2 separate regions of the Sus scrofa genome follow, and region 2 is linked to region 1. A link is a contact called in public HiChIP or PLAC-seq data. All regions are on one chromosome and are shown on one strand. The core of a region is the stretch at or near the end of the contact, and the rest is flanking DNA. Distances in the headings are between cores, read along the strand shown. Region 1 overlaps MACF1 (microtubule-actin cross-linking factor 1). Region 2 overlaps MACF1 (microtubule-actin cross-linking factor 1).

Evidence for each region. HiChIP or PLAC-seq counts read pairs in DNA pulled down with a chosen protein or histone mark.
Region 2: an H3K27ac HiChIP or PLAC-seq map of alveolar macrophages shows a contact between it and region 1, with 4 times the contacts expected there. The contact joins two enhancer-like sites. A contact is called at or near these places in 2 of 5 promoter capture datasets (fetal liver and liver), 27 of 47 Hi-C or Micro-C datasets (adipose tissue, alveolar macrophages, blood and 17 more) and 2 of 2 datasets of contacts at active chromatin or transcription factors (alveolar macrophages and skeletal muscle).

Annotation. Positions count from the first base shown.
Region 1 is chr6:94,983,637-94,986,226 of Sscrofa11.1, reverse strand. The region is part of intron 2 of MACF1 (microtubule-actin cross-linking factor 1); the gene reads right to left. Among named protein-coding and RNA genes, the nearest start is that of MACF1, 25 kb to the right of the region's middle. Within about 2 kb of position 1,281, at least 11 of the 83 cell types and tissues checked have an H3K27ac peak or open chromatin away from gene starts, as enhancers often do. A contact at or near this core is called in alveolar macrophages, where this site is marked.
Region 2 is chr6:95,113,919-95,116,508 of Sscrofa11.1, reverse strand. It overlaps MACF1 (microtubule-actin cross-linking factor 1), which reads right to left. Exons shown (of 96, transcript XM_021095983.1): 6 at 2,413-2,505. Among named protein-coding and RNA genes, the nearest start is that of KIAA0754, 130 kb to the left of the region's middle. Within about 2 kb of position 1,293, at least 12 of the 83 cell types and tissues checked have an H3K27ac peak or open chromatin away from gene starts, as enhancers often do. A contact at or near this core is called in alveolar macrophages, where this site is marked.

The DNA.
Region 1 (2,590 bases), core at 32-2,531:
AGAGAAGGCATATTATCTAAAGCTCTCTACACTGTTGTGTATTTGTTACAATTTTCTACATTAAACAAATATTACTTTTATAATATAAAAAAAATTATTTTAGGATGTTTCCCTGGTGGCACAGTGGGTTAAGTTGTCACTGCTGCAGGGAGGGTTCAAGCCCTGGCCCGGAAACTTCTATACGCTGAAAGTATTGGAAGGGGCAGAAAAAAAAAAAAGGAAAACTATTTCTAAATGACTTAAAAGTGCTGCTATGATTGCACTTTCTCTTGAGAGAAATTCCCTGCCAAATGACCACATGCAAAAGAAGCATAAAAAGTCCTTAACGCTGTAAAAGTATAAAACCTCATCAGGAAAACAATTCAAAGAGATGTGAAGCGATGCAAGAATAACACAAAACGTATACAGTTAAAAAGCAAATTATGAGGCAGACATGGTAAGAGACCTGTGAAGGGAGAGATCAATGTCTGCCAGAGGAAAGGGAGAAAGATGCATGAGGACACAGGTCTCAGCTTAGCTTTAAAAGGAAAAAAGAGATGAGATTTGAATAATCAGAGAGAAAGGGAGCAACTGCCATTACTGTTAGAGAGAACACAGAGGCAGGTATGAGGACCCAGGGGACAGGATTACCGAGACCTGCCTAAATGAAGCCGAGAGTCTCGCTGGGCAATCACAGTGGATATAGTTAAGTATGCAGAATACGTCAAATTATGGAAGGTCCTGAAAGCTGGAGACAAAGAATCAGAAAGTCAGAGTAATTTATTCCAGGAACTAAGAAGTTCTGGAAGGAAAAATAATATTTTACTAGAAGTAGCAAACGAAGTCGGAATAGACATTTTTAAATACTATAAATCAAGCCAATGGCCCTGAAAGGGCTCCTCCAGGCCAGGAAATCAGTTAGCACCCCTAGAAGAAGCAAAAGAACTGTGGCTTAAACTCTGATCAAAACCACGAACAGCAAAAGCAAGAGCTTTAGCACACCACACAACCTAGTTGCAATGTGGCTCAACATATAATTACCAGAAGCTGAAAGGGCCAGCCTTATTTAGTAAAAGGAGGGCCAGGGTGTTTTCAAGATCATTAAGAAAATACTACCAACTCATTGTGCAACCCATAATTGTTAACCTGTGACTTTGATCCTGTTCCCAGATGTACATGCTGAAGTATTCTCTCTACCATGGTCTTTACAACCTGAAATTGACACTGCAAAGTACCAGGACAATAAGGCCTCAGCTGATGCATTTCCTGGCATGTATTATGTCACTTGCCAAGCAAGCCCAAGACAGCAGCAAGCAAGCAGTAGCTCTCACAAGCACTGTTAGCACATGCACATGTTTCATGATTTCAACAGCATGAATGTGGCCAAAGCTTGTGATTTCCCAGCAGACGGACTTGACTCACTTTCTGAATTAATAGTGTCCATGTCCAGAAGTAGCAATTACTCTATTGTTCTGTCTAGAAGCTATCCACTCCAATTCATGGCTTGTGTTCTAAAAAGGAACTTAAAAACTGAGTGTACATTTAACCAAGTGTTGCTTCAGAGTGTCGCTTAGGTAAACAATACCAAATCCTAAGTCTATATTTTCCAACCACAGTGTTAACAAAACTTTATCGCTTTGCACTACATTGCTTTTGAATAAAAGTTTCAAAGTGATTTATATACCATGAAACCTCTCCCATAATAAGAGGAAAAGAAAGTTTTCACAGTTCAGAGATTCGGAAATGTAGGCCACATAAGGTGTATGACTGTGGTTCAGAGGCTAAACACTGATATTAACACACGATGATACTAACAACCAAAGCGTTTTCACAATTACCTCATTTCACCCAGTCCATTGCTCTGATTTTTAAATTTCCTTCTGTAATACAACATGAAGCCTTCAACTAGAAGTCTGGATCCTCTGGCTCTTGGACAGTAATTTAAGTCTCTATGTCTAAATTTACCCATGTGTATAATACTTTCCCTACAGGATATTATGAAGATCAAATAAGATGATGAATAGGAAAGCGCTTTGTTAAATACAAAGTATTATACACATTAAGATTTTTCTAAACATTAATGGCCTAATACATGCCAATAGCTTATGTTTACATTCTCATGAACCGTAAGGAGTTAGTATTATCATCCCTATTTTAACAGGTAAGAAACCCAGAGATGAGAGGTTAGACAAGGTCACACGGCAGAAGTTAAGTGGCAAAACTAGAACTGGAGAAATTCAAAGCCTCATCTTTTTCTACTACATCCTGCTGCCTCGCTGGTTTTGTTGTTTTTTTGTTTTTGTTTTTTTTGCTATTTCTTTGGGCCGCTCCTGCGGCATATGGAGGTTCCCAGGCTAGGGGTTGAATCGGAGCTGTGGCCGCCAGCCTACGCCAGAGCCACAGCAACATGGGATCCGAGCCGCGTCTGCAACCTACACCACAGCTCACGGCAACGCCGGATCCTTAACCCACTGAGCAAGGCCAGGGATCGAACCCGCAACCTCATGGTTCCTAGTTGGATTCGTTAACCACTGTGCCATGACGGGAACTCCGGTTTTGTATGTTAAATAGTATGCAGACTCCTTCTCTCCTAAGTCCTTTTCTGTGACAG
Region 2 (2,590 bases), core at 44-2,543, 130 kb before region 1:
AGATGCCACCAGCACCTTTACATAAACCTTATAGGACAAAAGACCTGATTTATTCAACAAACTGTAAGGAGAGAAAAAGAGGAGGGGAAATCTAACACAATGTGTGGACTTCGGATTCTGATTCAAAAAAGCTATTTTTTTTTTTAATGAGATAATGGGGGACATCTTACTACTGCTCAGATATTTTAAGATTTTAAGAAATTACTGTTTTGTTTTGTTTTTTAAAGGGCCACACCCACAGCACATGGAAGTTCCCAGGCTAGGGGTTAAATCAGAGCTGCAGCTGCTGGCCTACACCACAGCCACAGCAATGCCAGATCCGAGCCATATCTGCAACCTATACCACAGCTCACAGTAATGCCAGATCCTTAACCCACTGAGGGAAGCCAGGGTCGAACCTGCACCCTCATGGATACTAGTTGGGTTATTTACCACTGAGCTGCAGTGGGAACTCAGAAATTACTGATTTTTACAGTGTTACAATATCATGGTTTGCTTTAGATGAAGAGTCTTTTTTTATTATTATTATTACTATTTTTTGCTTTTTAGGGCTGTACCCTCAGCACATGGAGATTCCCAGGCTAGGGGTCTAATCAGAGCTACAGCGGCCGGCCTACGCCACAGCCACAGCCACACCAGATCCAAGCCACGCCTGCAACCTATACCACAGCTCATGGCAACGCCAGATCCTTAACCCACTGAGTAAGGCCAGGGATCAAACCTGAAACCTCATGAGTCCTAGTCGGATTTGCTTCCACTGAGCCACAATGGGAACTCCTGTCCCAGGAAAATTTTAATTAGCCAGCTCAGTTTTCACTCTGTGGCCCCTGACTTTCCCTTTGTTGAGAGATATAGTTGTAGTCAGGGGAAACAGACTCAGTGGACAGATTCCTCTGACCTCACACCTACAAGGAGACCATTGGTCTCCCAAAATGAGGGCAGGTTTGTGGCAAAAATACAAACAACCAGAAAAGTTTCTTTAAGAACCCCTTAGTTCATAAGGGTGCTGAGGGGATAGCTTCATGAAGGCTCAACAAAGTTTTTGTTCCTACCCTGCTAAGGCACATTTGCCAAATTCACATTCCTGGATATCCCTACATCTGAAGCATGCCTGAGGACACGCTGTGGTTCCACAACAATACACGTTACCTCCACTTTCCTAAGCCTACTTACACTGCAGATTGCCAACACTGGCTCCAAACCAGAGCCCTGAGAAATAAACCCTGAGCACTCAGAATTGCTCACATTCTCAAGAATCCTGGGACACCTGCTGTTCCGCTGTCACCCAGCAGGTGGCGACGACTCCCCAACTAGGACATCACTGAAGCCACAGCCTCTTTTCCCACCTGCTCGAGAAGGGCTCCCTCTAATCCGTCAGCCTTGTGCACAGCAGTTGGGTACAGGAAAGCTGTCTGAGAAGTAGTTTTGTTTAGCTAAAGTGATTCAGTAGTAATCCAGACTTGAAAAGGATTTGCCTATTTAGTGGGGAACAACAGGAAGGCTTTGTGACCACGTGAACACTACCAAGATGCCATTCTTCTTGGCTATGATGAGTGCTGCATACAAACCAAGCTACCAAGGTGCTTGCTACAGACTGAATGTTCATGTCCCCTCAAAATTCACATATTGAGCCCTAAGCCTGATGGGATGGTATCTGGAGGTGGGGCCTTTGGGAGATAATTAGCTTTAGATGAGGTCATGAGAGTGGAGCCCCCATAATGGGATTAATGCCCTTATAAAAAGATGAAGAGACACAAGATCTCTTTCTCTGCGTGCCACCCCCAGGGAAGGTCGTGTGAGGACACAGCAGGAAGATGGCCCTGACCAAGAGGCCAATCATGCTGGCCCCCTGATCTCAGACTTCCAGTCTCCAGAACTGTGAGCAATGGATGGTTGTTGTTTAAGCAGCCCAGCCTATGGTGCTTCATTTCAGCAGCCCAAACTGACTAAGACAGTGCTACAATTAACGAGGCTTATTTAGGGTCATTAGGGACCAGGAAAAGTCTACATCAAAGCAGGATTATAAGCTTTCACTCCACTCTTCAAGAGCATCAAAACCAACATCTCTTCCCATCCCTTATATTCTGAGTCCCTAAAGAGCCAGTTTTGACTCAGTTGAGCAGACTGCTAATAACCAGACTGCCAATGACAGGGCCAAAGTACAAACAACTGAGGGAAAAAAAAAATCCCATTTCATCATGCAAATGATGAGGAAGTTCTGGGTTTACACCACAACAGTTCTGTCTCCAGGCCAATCCTAATCTTCCTTTCCAGCTCCCACTCTGACCCTCAATCACATTCAAATACAGAGAAGGAAGGCTCAGGGTGCGGGAGGAAGGCAGAGCAGCCTCTAGTTCTTTCCAGGCCACGTCCAAACCAAGCAACAGGGACCCCAAACTGCGCAGGCCCTACCTGGAAGTGCAAAATAATGGTCCAGATCAGGCCCAGGGTCAGCTTGGGGTTGCCATCTGTGATGTCATCATTGCGAATATTCACTAGTTTCACCTGAAAAAGAAACACAAGCTGGTATCTCAGAACTCTGTGACTTTTTGTTTTGATTTCATTGTTACAGATTTTCATTACTTACATG